3 separate regions of the Mus musculus genome follow, and all the other regions are linked to region 3. A link is a contact called in public Hi-C data. All regions are on one chromosome and are shown on one strand. Each heading gives the region's core, a stretch centred on a gene start, on an enhancer-like site or on the middle of the called end of the contact. The rest is flanking DNA. Distances are from core to core; before and after follow the strand shown.

Region 1 (4,288 bases), core at 407-2,906, 100 kb after region 3:
AATTTTAAAGCAAGCATCTTTTTTGCACTAAAAATGTAAACTATTATAGAAATGTTAGCTTTAGGAAGCAACAATCATTTATGTGAAGCAAACTACAGTAGATGGTTTAAGAATTCCTATTTTCTGCAATACTTAATACTCAGAATGGAAAGGGTATGCTATATGCTGCTTACATGTCCTGCTTCTCCAAGTGACAGAGAAACAGAAATGACTCTGAGCATAAAGCAGTATTCAATGTCTGAAGAAGGAGATGCATCGTCAGATAAGATGACTTCCATACTCAAGAGCCTCAAGACCCATTATCATGAATTGTATGTCACCTATATACTAACCACACAGAAAAGGTCTAGTCCAGAAGGAAGAGTTTCTAGGTTATAAACCCTCTTAAGCTTTCTCCCAGGGTGCCAACAACTGATCAGAACATGCCATTGGTGGGATATGAACCTGTTTAACACTGCTGATCCTGGAATAACTAAAAGGTAACCTAGCTCACAAAATATGTGTGAAAATCCCTGCAAGCTCTTAGTTACTTTATGTCAGGCTGTTACACTGGGTTAATCTAATTTCCCTGTATTCAACTTCTCTATGCAGCCACACAGGAAGATTCCCCACCCCCACCCCCACCTTCTGAAAAGGTAACTAAAATGTCATCTCACTGAGCCCACAGTAGAGCAACCAGCTTTAGTAGGAGAACACCACCAAGGTCTTTGAAAAGCCTGACTAATGAGAGCAACCCTTTTAAACCCTCCTCAAAGTAAAGGAAGTACTTGGCAGATCCTAAAATTGGTGCTTAAATGCCTAAAAAGAATCTCACCCGGTTAACTTATGATTAATTAAACGTGCCATAATTCATATCATTCTGCAAGATGAGAAAGATTTTAGATACAAATAATAACTTTTATAGCACTGAGGGAGGCTGAATTCTTAAAACTGTATATTCTCTGCAATCTCGCTCATCGTAACTTTTATTCCTTTCACAACCTAATCATTATATTATTGATTATTTCTATTTACATTAGAAGCATTTCTTATCAAAATGGATTAAGGCTCATTTGAAAGGGCTGCGTTTCATTTTCTATTTCAAAACAAACATCTTTGTGACTTTAGTCTTTTAAACAGAACTTACAGTTTTGAATATGGACCAGTAATTTTTTAGCAACTTCATTGATGAAGCTATAACTCCAAGTGTTATATTCCACTGAATGGTCACTAAATGGAGTCTCATAAATTATTACCCATTTCAGCATTTTACATTTTCAAACTGAAATGTTTTAAAAATATTTACAAACGGCACACATTTTAGAATTGTAACTCAAACTACAATGCTAAAGCTAAGCAGTAGCTCGTACAGGGAGACCATGTAAAGCAGGGGCCTGCTGACACGACTGTCAAGAAGGCCACCTCTCAAATCAAACTTCCTGTTCCCCAAGGACAAATGCACAGTAAGTACTGCATTCCATCTTTCCAGTTTGCTAGAACAGAAATGCAAGAAACTGGTATTTATTACTCGGAGCTGTAGGCAGGCATCTGCTGGCACTGTGGGCTGCTGTAGGCAGGCACTCTGCCAGCATAAGGAGTGAGTGTGTGTCATGCACTCCACTGATATACTTTTTCTATCTCCAGGTTTTGGGGGACAGGTACTGAGCTCTCAATATCTTCTTTTGCAGATATGAAACAAGCTTAGGGGAGGCAGACACTTATTACAATACACTAGCTCTCCAAGTTGGTTTGGGCTGACTGATATTTTCTATCAGAATGATGCCATTACAGAGTGATCAACTGCCACCAACCAGAAGTCTATGACAACAGCTTCATAGGCCACTAACACAAGTGACCTGGAGGAGGAAGCCTGTAGTAGAGCCGGCTCCTTAGGCGATTAGAACCTGAACTTCTCACAGATGAAGCAAGCCAGGACGCCTCCCAGCCCTAGTCCAAGCCGGTTAAGAACATGGTCTGTCAGTTTCTACTTCTAGCCCTGTTCCTCTTCTATTCAACCCATGGCCTCCACAACAGTGTCAGTTTACCAGCTAAAGCAGAGTTTTGGTTCAAAACCTCTCTGGAAAAAAATGCATATATAAAACATATATTATATAATACAAATTGAACAGATAGGCAGTGTATGCATCAAAAACCAAAGTATGAATGAAATCATATGCATCATCTTTATTCTAACAACTCTACAAGTTATAAAAGTAATAAAACCGTTTAGACACTAAAAATAGTCGAAGATCTAAACTTACCTTAAGCCATAGCAAGGCAGAGTGAGGAGCCTGAATAGCGCCAGAAAGACTCTTAAAGGAAGCAGGGTGAACACATACAGAAAGGCATCGAGGCACAAAAATATTCCAAAGAACATGAGCTACATTGGGAGAGAACGAAAAAGAGAGAGATTCTTTAGGTAGTTGTAGATATAACTTCAGACATTATGAGAAACTGTTTCCTGACTCCTTAAGTTTAAGAAACTGGACATTAGTCCTCTATGACTCTTCCAGAGTTTTCTGTTTACCATCCCTAGAAGTAGCTCCTCAAAAGATGGTTGTTCAGACTCAACTTTTGTGACTTTCTGGCACTTCTTAAACCAGACAGGCTAAGTAACATCTTCTTAAGGTAAGACAAGCTTCTTACCTTTAACCCCATCCTTTCCATTTCCTGTTCATCAGAAGACTGGAATAGACAGTTTTAGTTTGAAAACAGTTTTTTTTAATTTATTTTTTTGTAGACTGATTAAGTTTAACATAATTTTACACAAATAGGCAACTGCTATACTTGGAAGGCCTTATTCTGATTAGTTTCAGAAGTAATTACTATTTTCTTTAACCTTTCCCCAGTTTCTTACTGATTTATACTTTCCATTTTCACCAATAAATTTAGCAGTATAGCTCCTAAGAAGAGAGTGAGATAGATCTTTTCATAGCTTACCAAACTCTGCTACTTAGTGGAGATGTATGCCTAACATCCAAACATGGTCTGATGGCTATGTTATCACCATAATATCTACATAGCCTTAGGCATTAACTGTCCCACCTGCACGTATTACCTAAATTCACACTTCTATAAGCAAAATAGTTTCTCACAGAACTCACAAGACAGTTGTAACTTCTAGGACACAGGTCTTTAAAATGGTGATTTGAGTGAAAATTGTCATTGGGATAAAGAGGTCCTGACCCAACCCAATATGCCTGCTGCCCTGGAGATGCCGGTTGTGAGCCACAGCCTCCATGGTTGAGCTAGCTCTCTAGCCCACACTGGTCTCTTGTAAGAGAGGGGATTAGGACACAGGCAGGCAAAGGGATGACCAGGTGAGGACCTCTGGAGAAGGCGGCTGTCCATAAGCCAATGAGAAAGGCTTCAGGACAAAGCTGATTCTTCGATGTCAGGCTTCCCCCTTCTGCATCCCTGCTGCTTAAACTGCCCAGTGTGGAATACTTTGTTATGGGTGGCAAAGGAAATGAAAGCCCATATTTTATTAATTTTGACAAAAATCTAAGAAATAAATGATAACTATGTCAGACTTCTTAATGTGACTATGAAGCTCCTTCAACATTCTCGACTCATGAACAACAATGAAAGCACGGTGTGAGCCTAAGTCACGTGCAAGCCCACAGTTTAAGTCTTCCCTCCACGACAGCCACCGTGATGCTGGTGGTGTAAAGGGCTAGTTTTCATTCATGTTTTCAAGTTATGCAAAGGAGCACTAAAGTCTGAGCAGTAGTCCTTATTTATGACTCTCCTGCCCTTGAGAACCCTTTCCTGCCTACAAATTCCAAGAAGAATCTTGGCTATGTCTACATGGGAACACAAAATGCTAGGAAGAGGAGTGTGTCTATCTCTTCGTGAGCTCCTGCTGGGATGAACACTGTATTCCTCTAGCCCACAGCCCTGAAGCTGTGGCTGGGGCATGTAACATGCTCAGTCCGGCAGGTACAAAGGGAGCAGGAGCAGGAGCAGGATGTGGTAGCCCTGTCAGGAAGCTTGTAACTATCAGAGAGGGAAGCAGTCATGTCTGGGTAGGGCTAACAGCTACATGGGCAGACCTGAGTGTGCAGGGACATGGAAGATACAATGGCCAAGCCACCCTGGAGAGACTTAGAATAAGCACTTAAATAACTTCTGAGATGAGCATGTGCCACACACAGAAGATGGGCTGAGCAGAAGATAGCCTGGCATAGAGGATAGGAAGAAGGCCTCCATGGTTGTGAGGTACTGGCAAGACCACAGAGCTGGGCAGTAAGGATGGGAAGGATCAAACTCTTTCTGCTGCTCTGCAGATTTTGTGTTAGTATCCACA
Region 2 (3,915 bases), core at 13-2,512, 80 kb after region 3:
TGTCTAGGCTTACACTCTGTACTCAACTCTGCTTGCTTTCTGCTGTGCTCAAAAGCCACCATCTGTCACTCTTCATCTCCTGACACCTCCACATTTTTCTTCACACTGCTCACTACCAAAAGTCTCTAGAGAATATATCTCCTGTCTATTTGCATGCTACAACTTCAGAGATACCAAGGGACAAAACTTGTCTGTCTTCTTTCTGGTCAATCCCTACAGCAGTCTGGAACCTGGCAGCCAAGGCTGCTGAATAGATGGGGAAGGGCAGTGGTGGGCTCGTCTTTCCCCCTACAGCTGACAGGCACACATCCTCTCCGGAGAACTATGCAGAAAGGTTTTCTTTCATGTATGCCATATGAAAGCATTACTTTCCTGACTTATGTTCAAACTATGAGAACAAAGTTAAACAAAGACCAGAGCAAGTAGAAAAAAGGAAACTATGCTAAGAACATCAACAGGCAGGGTGTGGGAGCCTGCACTACGGAAGGAGCATCATGGTTTATTTTGTTGTTAAGAAATATTTTAATATCTATTGTTATGCAGTCTAAGTACAAAGAAATTTCCCTAAATATTGACCCTCAAAAACAACACATAGTTTAAAATTTTAACATTGTCTTCAGTGTGCAGTTGGAACATCTTTGGCATATTAGTAAAAGAAAAGGAGAAAGAACAAAAGGCCAGTGTGACTCCAGTCAAAGGAAGAAACAGCTCAGGGAAAATACTCAAAAAGACTGGAAGAGTCCAGAACATAAAAATAAAAGTCAATTTTCTGAGATGGAAGTTTTAACTCCTACCTGGAAAAGAAAGCATACAGTAAAATTTCTAATATTGTATAATTTAATATAAAAAACTTAATGTCAAATTTAAGAGAGCTGTGTATGGTGGCATGCTGCCAGTAATCCCAGCACTCAGGAGGCAGAGGAAGGAGAATCAGGAGTTCAAAACCAGCCTTTGGTATACAGTGAGCTCAAAGCCAGTCTGAGCTATTCGAGATCCTGTCTCAAAAACAACAAAAGGTGTGCACTGGAGACGTAGTTCAGTTAGCAGAATATGTGCTTAGCATGCAGAGAGTCCCAAGACAATGCTCAACACAGCACACACCAGGTATGGTAGTGCAAACACCTGCAATCTCAGCACTCAATCAGTCACCTGAACAAACACAGCTCTGGAGGAGGGCTGAGACAGGCACTGTGAAACACTCATGACTTGCAATACACAAGGGATATCAAGTGCAGCCCACAGGAGTGACTGTGTCTCAGCTGCTTGTACAGAGGAGTCTTGGGTGCCTGCCACGTGCCCAGCAGTGTGGGTTCCAGGAAGATACACATAACACTCAAATGTGAAACTGGAACCACAGATGGCTTTGGAAACCAGGTTCTACAGGAAGTTAGCGCGCCACAGCCTTTTCCTCTGGTGGTGCTCAGGGCTGTCCTCTCCCACAGACCAGCACTCCTCAAACCCATGCCCATGTATCCCAGCATGTATAAACCAGATCAGTCATGGGTTCCCAATTCCCCTTTGGGCAAAGACATCAAAACTCAGGTAGGCTCCTTACTTTATTTCACTTTTTGAAAAATCAAAAAGTGGCAAAGTAACATTTGACATCATTTTCTTGTTATCATTTATGATTATCATAAATTACTTAAACTGCTTACTTACTGCTTGTATTTCACAACCAGACAGGTATGTAAGCTAGTTGGGACCAAATTTTCAAAAGTTTCAGTTGGCTATAGCCACAAAAACTACATTTTTGTATCAGTTAGGTTAATGTGAACCAAGCCCGGTGTACTGACTATTAGCATGGCAAGTACAAAGGAAAACCAAAGGTGTTGTTAAATATGGAAACTTGACTCTAATGAAAGACTTTTCCTAAAAAGAATCAAGTATGGATGAACTATAAATCTTGAGCAAAAAGACCTTACTATAAACTTTTGATTAAAGATTCAAACTCAAGTACACAGAATAGGAAAACTACCATTGGATGCAATTAGCTTCTATTACATCTTGCAGTCAATACATACTTTACAGTAAAGTCAAAACATAATCAAGAATAGTTGATCTTACCCAAAATAGAAGAGTATGACACAGGCGTAGGACAGGATTCCTTGCACTTTAATTGAGCTTGTTACAACTCTGATGAGCTAGCCAGGAACAAAGCACAACACACAACACACAACACACAAACACAGAGACACAACAGAGCCATAGAGTTATTAGCTGATATTTAAAACTGTCTCTCTCTTAGTTTAACATTTTAGAGCATACCTGCATCTAGGTCCAAGAGGCTGGCTCTAGACTTCCTAACACAAAACACTTCTTCAGTCATCTGTGGTGGACTGGGTTTGCTCAGGCAAGGCCTGCTGTTGCCTGCCCACTCCGGGAAGCCCCAGCAGCCTATCTCATTGACGGCACTTCTACTTACATCTCACAGAGGCACACAGCAGCTGCCATTTGTAAAGTAGAAACTCATTCTGTAAGCTCTGAAGGCGCTCATCCAGGTCTTGCTAGAGATAAAACCAGTTTGAGCAGGTTTTCTCGTTCCTGGTTTTTCCTGTCCACTGTTCGAATTCTTTAAGAGGCCCCAATAACTTGTAGGGAGCATAGAGCAAAGGGAACCTTGAAAGACTTACACTCTTTAAGAAACTAAGCACACAGTTAATTACTTGAAAGCCATGAACTTCTGTCTTTTTGGTTACCTATGGCTGGCACTCCATTTCTTATGTAACAGAAATATAGGCCGAGTAGTGTTATCCCTGGAAGCCTGTTGAATGAGTCTGGTGGGAGCAGCTGAGAGAACAATTTACACATGACAGCTACATGAGTGGCTACACGGAAATGAAGCAGAGGTAACTGGCTGCCTCATCTAGTAGTGTCAAAATTCTACTGTGGTTCCTTGAATATAATTGAATGCTACAAATAAGAACAACAACAGAAGTGAGATATGGGAATGGACTGTCATATGCTTAGTCCAATCTCACTGTGAGAAAAGTACCAGAAAGCCCTCAGCTGTAGCACAGCCTCTAGCACAGAAAGCTACTCTTGCACAATAGCCACTACCATCTAACTCACCCTTCTATTAAAAGTTAGTTGAACAGTCTGGATTTACCTTCATCATTTTTCTAATACCAGGAAAAACAAGTAGAAAAACTTGACATTCTATTTTTTTCAGTTTAACTTTTACTAGATAACCTTTAAAATCTAAGTTTCTTCAAAATTTTAGGTAGCCTTTTCCTAAAGAAAAGAAATCTGTATTGCTATATAATAAGTGACTAAAACCATAACAATGTTTAGGGTATACTATTTGTTAAGCTGCTGAAATTTTACATTAAGCCTATCACCATTCACCATCTAAAACTGTTGGGCAAACCAATCTAAACATACTTGCTGTGACTTCTAGCTTTCTTGTACATATATTAGCTGACCTGTACACACTTGCTTTCAGGCCTTCTGATAAAAACAGCTCTACTTGTTTTGGGGCTGAATCCTGTAGTGTAGAGGGGCAGTCAGACCCTCCTTAAGCACACTGCAATGCTCGGTTTGGCTCACCACTCACTGTGCCCTCTGCATTGACTTCCTCAGCACAGGACTCATGGCATCTAGCACATCAGTCTTGAAGTACCCTCTAGAAACAGCATCAGTTATTTGGCCACCTCCATGCTCCAGGCACCACAACACAATGGCCACCTCTGGGATTACCCATTAGAGAAGACAATTGTTTGCCCAGTGAATAGGCAAGAGAGCAGCCTCCATGTTAGGAAAGCTACCTGGACAAGCAGTCCCATGATGGCACTTTCCCTCTGCGAAGCTCAAAACTGAAAGGATGCATTTAGAACTTAAGACAAACTTTTCTTTCTGGTTACTTATCAATTCTTAAATTAAGCTGAAACAAAGTTCCTGGTGTTTTAGGATGGCCAT
Region 3 (4,336 bases), core at 814-3,313:
TATTCTAGTTTATGTGTATGGGTATTCTGCCTTCCTGGGTCTACATGTGCACCATGCACCCGTTGCCATGGATTCCCTGAAACCGGAGGTACACACAGTTGTGAGCTGACATGTGGATGCTGGGAGTTGAACCCAGGACCTCTAGTCTAGTGCTCCCAACAGCTGAGCCTTTTCTCCAGCTCCAAGTGTTGTCAATCCGTCCTTTGATCTGTTTACTTCACTGAACTAGAACACAGAGAAACAAACACTTCACCATAAAAACCATAAGGAAGTGCATAAAAAACTTTATGGAACACTTAAAAAGAAAAAAAAGTAAAATACCTTGCTAAATAGCAAAAATACTGTTTCAAACGGGACCAGGTCTCTGGACCCACTCACTAATCCTGTGACAGTGACAGTTGCTTCACTCTGTGAAGTGGGCTTTTGCATGGGGTTGACGGGTTAACATGCTAACAGGTAAAGAACTCAGCACAGTGTGTGCTGTTCATAAAGTTCTGATGCTCCAGACGAGCCACCGTGAACCTCTTAGGCTCCATGCAGACAGACGCCAGCTCCGTAGTGCTTCAAAGAGGTAAATTCACAAATGAATAAGAAAAATAAGTAGTCCGCCAAGCCGGACTGTATGAATTTGCCAATATTCAATTGGTCAATCAAAAAAGTTCTCACATGGCTCAAAGCAAATTCATTGTTCAAGTTGTTTGGGTCTCTAGTGAGTTAGGGTGGAGGGGTCCACAAAGGACTTTAACCGTTCGCTTGCTTAACAAAGGCCAGCAACCGCCCACAAGAAGCCGAGCAAACCATTCTCCGCCTGGGCATGAGAAAAGTCCACAACTGAACAAGAGAGCAACAGAGCGAGCTCCCGGAGGAAGCAGTAGCTGCAGGAAGCGCCGGTACCTTTGCTCCGCTGCCTTTCCCTACAAGCTGCCGCCAGACCCGGCGCCCTCCTGCCCACCTTCCCCCCTTCTCAGGGGCCTTTCCCGGGCTGCGGAACACAAAAGAACCGACTGCGAGGCGGCGCGCGAAGCTGGGAGCCTCCAGGAATCCGCCGTCGCCTGGGGGAGGGGATCGCCCCTGAGTCCTGTAGTCCGGAGCGCCACCAAGGCATTTCCCCACCCAGTCCTGTTTGAACGCCGGGTTGAGGATTGGAACCTCTCCGACCCATTCTCGGGAACTTAGCTCGAGCCCCGATCCTCCAGCAGCCACGAAGCTCTGCTCAGTCCACATTCCTCTTTGTTGTCCCTGGTCCCCGCATTCTGTCAAGGTATGCCCTGAGCGCTCCTGCTCTCCATCTCTAGGAAAGCTGAAATTCTCGGTGCTGTGTGACCCTAAGGGCTGACTGGAGCCAGGACTTCCAGCCCGGGTGCGTGCGCTTGGCAACGGCCGCAGGGAGGCGGTTTGCCCTTGCACCGGCATCGCCCTCCCGCTGCGGCCAGTAGCACTGTGAGCTGCACATAGGTAGCAGATGGTGGCTGGTGGCCGGGAGTCCCACGTCCTGTCCCCCTCCCCCAGCCTACCCCCCACCTTGGCCTTTCCTGGAGTTTTCCTTACCGCAAAAGAGTTCTCAAGACCCAGACCGAACCTCCTCTCGCCGCCCTTCCCGAAAGCGGGCCGGTGGCCTGAAAGTCTCACCGCCTCCTGCTCTTGTCTCCGGAACCCAGCGACCTCCACCCCTCCACAGGATGGAAGGAGTACCGGAGCGGAGCAATGTGCCGCGGAGAGGAGCCGGCCACCGCCGCGGGAAAAAGTTTGCACGCTCTATAACCAGTCCTCCAGACCCTGGGCTCGCCCACTGGCCGAGACCCACACCACCCTGCAGCCCCTCCAGCTTCGGGAAGACAAACTAGGTTCCCGCCACCTGCTGTGGAGGCAGAGGAAGACGTTGCTCGAGCTTCTCCACTCCTCATCCCTGCCCTGGGTGTTCTAGAAGAGGGGGAGCTCAGCGCCCCGCGCTGGGTCGGCACTCGGAGCAACTCACCTCTCCGGTCCAGCTCTCCTCCGGGTCTCGGAACCCTCCAGCCCCTCGCCTCTAAGCTGGGCTCCTTCCACTTAATTCATGAATTATTTAAGGTCCAGCCCCAGGGCACCACAAGAGTGATTGGGTGAGAGCCCGTCCCACTGCTCCGCCCCGGGTTGGCTAAGGGTGCCTGAGTCAGGACCACGGGACTCCAGGACTCTGGGAACCTGTTGCGTCCTCTAGGGTCTCTGGCAGAGGTTTGGGGATGGAACTAAAGGAACACCGACTCCTTCAGAAACGTACTTACTCAGGGCTGAGCTTAAGGCCAGGTGCCGGGGTCTCCACAAGGCTCGGTAATTTAAAGAGCAGGAGCCTAGGGCTCTGAGTCTGAGCGCACTGATTGGACCTTCTGAGAGGCTACAATGCCCTGGGGACACCCACGGGACAGAGCATTTATTTCCTGCTGAAATCCCTGCTCAGTCCCAGAACACCCTTCTCTATCACCTAATCCTAAATCGCTGCTTGGAAGGCCGCTAGCTCCTAAAATCTCTAACCTCCACACTTTCCTGGCTCTTTAGACACGATACCGGTACTCAGTGCATTTTATTTAAAACAACTAAAAAACAAACAAACAAACAAAAATCATCTAAGGGGGAGAAAAATTGGCTGTAGTGTATCCCTGTGCTATCAGGGACAAACACAACGCTGGTCCTTTTGATCAATTACATTCCTGGATTCAACCAAAAGTGGGTAGAGAATAGACCAAGGAAGAATAGCGCCTCTGGGACATTTTTACCATCAAAGGATGCGTATTAATTGTGTGCGGGTTGTTAGGTAGATGGACGGAGAGATGAAAGAATGGCTGCACAGATGTTGGAAGAATAGGTATGTGGACACATGGCCTTTTAAAAATAGTTTACGTGTATGAATGTTTTGCCTGCATGAATGTATGTGTAGCACTTTACCGTGGAGTTGGTCAAAAGAAGGTGTTGGCTTCCCTGTCACTGGAGTTACAAAGGGTTGTGAGCTGCCATACGGGCTGGGTGCAGGGAATTAAACTCTGCAAAGAGGGAGTGCCTCTGCCAAAACAACCGATGCTTTATACCACTCACCAATCTCCCCAGCCCTGACAAATGAACTTTAATTTAGTAATTTTCTCACCACAAAATATAGCATACACTGAGGATGGGCAGGGGAAGGTGAAATTGAAATTGACCTCTACACGGCGAAGGTGTAGAAAGAGTTCATTCAGAAAGACCACTGAGAAACCACGGAAAACTGAAGCAAGCAGTGTTGGAGTACTAGAGAAGTCTAAGATGGCCAGTTCTCCCCTTTACAGTCTCCTGGGCTCCACAGCTTTCCTGCTCAGAGGCAGACAGGCTACTGAGGATGGTGTTAGCTTGAGACTTGAGTTCTCTCTCCTGGGAGCTCCTAGCTGTCCCCGAGCTGCCTATTTTACCAGCATGGGCACTCATGGCCTTATCACTCTGAATCCAGCTTCTGTGTCTGCAAACCAGCACAGGGCTGGCTACCCGTACTCCTTCTCGTTCCTTGTACATCCACAAAGTTCGGGCAGCGGTGTGATAAGGCTCTACGCCATGTGTTCTAAGCGGATTTTTTATATGAACTTACCAACAAGAGCTTTCTAATATCTTATCAATGATTAACTGTGTGGTGCAGGCTTGCCAGAGGTCACATAGTTACTGAAGCCCCAAAGTTGAACCCAGCTCTGGCCTCCAGAACCCAGAGAATAGGTGAAATAGGTCTCTGACCAGTGCCACATTGAATTGAAATGGATGTCCATTGCTGTGTGATTTTTCCCCCCTGTGGAGATGTGAGCAAATGTCTAATGTTCGCTGACATTAAACTAAATATGCAGCTTTCTAAATCTAGCTTGATGAACAAAATAGTTTCAGGGGATTACTTATAGGAATGTGAGTAGGAGGCTGATTCCATGAGCTCGGGTGACACAAAGGTGACTACATCAATGGAAAAGCCCATCCCTGTAAGGATAACAGTCCATGAAAGAGCTACATTGTACCTGGGTGGTGGTCCCAGCACATGGGAAGCAGAGGCAGGCAGATCTCTTGAGTTTGAGGGCAGCCTGGTCTATTGAGTGCGTTTCAGGACAGCCGGGACTACACAGAGAAACCCTGTTGTCTGGAAAAGACAAAAAATAACAACAACAAATAATAACAACTACTGGAGCCCGATGAACAGCTTGCAAGCAGCTCCACAGAATTCCGGAGCAATTGTGTAATGCTACCCTGAGGCCTTGTGAGTCTTGCAAGTTTCGGAGCTTTGCTGAGCCTCCTGATCCTTGGTTTTTCTGAATCTTACCAAGCTCCCTCCTCCCTGCAGGAAGGGCTGGTTCAAGCCAGA

The links. Hi-C and Micro-C count contacts between places; a contact is called where the count stands out from the background.
Region 1: a Hi-C map of rod photoreceptor shows a contact between it and region 3, with 2.2 times the contacts expected there. The contact joins the enhancer-like site here to the promoter of Prom1 in region 3. A contact is called at or near these places in 1 of 39 promoter capture datasets (macrophages), 2 of 484 Hi-C or Micro-C datasets (nephron progenitors and rod photoreceptor) and 3 of 9 other capture datasets (adipose tissue, liver and pancreatic islet).
Region 2: a contact with region 3 is called in a Hi-C map of colorectal tumor organoids, with 1.4 times the contacts expected there. The contact joins the enhancer-like site here to the promoter of Prom1 in region 3. A contact is called at or near these places in 1 of 39 promoter capture datasets (macrophages), 3 of 484 Hi-C or Micro-C datasets (colorectal tumor organoids, nephron progenitors and rod photoreceptor) and 3 of 9 other capture datasets (adipose tissue, liver and pancreatic islet).

The regions. Positions count from the first base shown.
Region 1 is chr5:44,201,970-44,206,257 of GRCm38.p6, forward strand. It overlaps Tapt1 (transmembrane anterior posterior transformation 1), which reads right to left. Exons shown (of 14, transcript NM_173764.3): 3 at 2,241-2,359. Among named protein-coding and RNA genes, the nearest start is that of Tapt1, 22 kb to the right of the region's middle. Within about 2 kb of position 1,657, at least 17 of the 459 cell types and tissues checked have an H3K27ac peak or open chromatin away from gene starts, as enhancers often do. A contact at or near this core is called in rod photoreceptor, where this site is marked.
Region 2 is chr5:44,180,634-44,184,548 of GRCm38.p6, forward strand. Tapt1 (transmembrane anterior posterior transformation 1) reads right to left here. Exons shown (of 14, transcript NM_173764.3): 12 at 2,065-2,141. Among named protein-coding and RNA genes, the nearest start is that of Gm42427, 42 kb to the left of the region's middle. Within about 2 kb of position 1,263, at least 79 of the 459 cell types and tissues checked have an H3K27ac peak or open chromatin away from gene starts, as enhancers often do. A contact at or near this core is called in colorectal tumor organoids, pancreatic islet and rod photoreceptor, where this site is marked.
Region 3 is chr5:44,099,673-44,104,008 of GRCm38.p6, forward strand. Prom1 (prominin 1) reads right to left here and starts at 2,064. Exons shown (of 28, transcript NM_001163577.1): 1 at 1,976-2,064.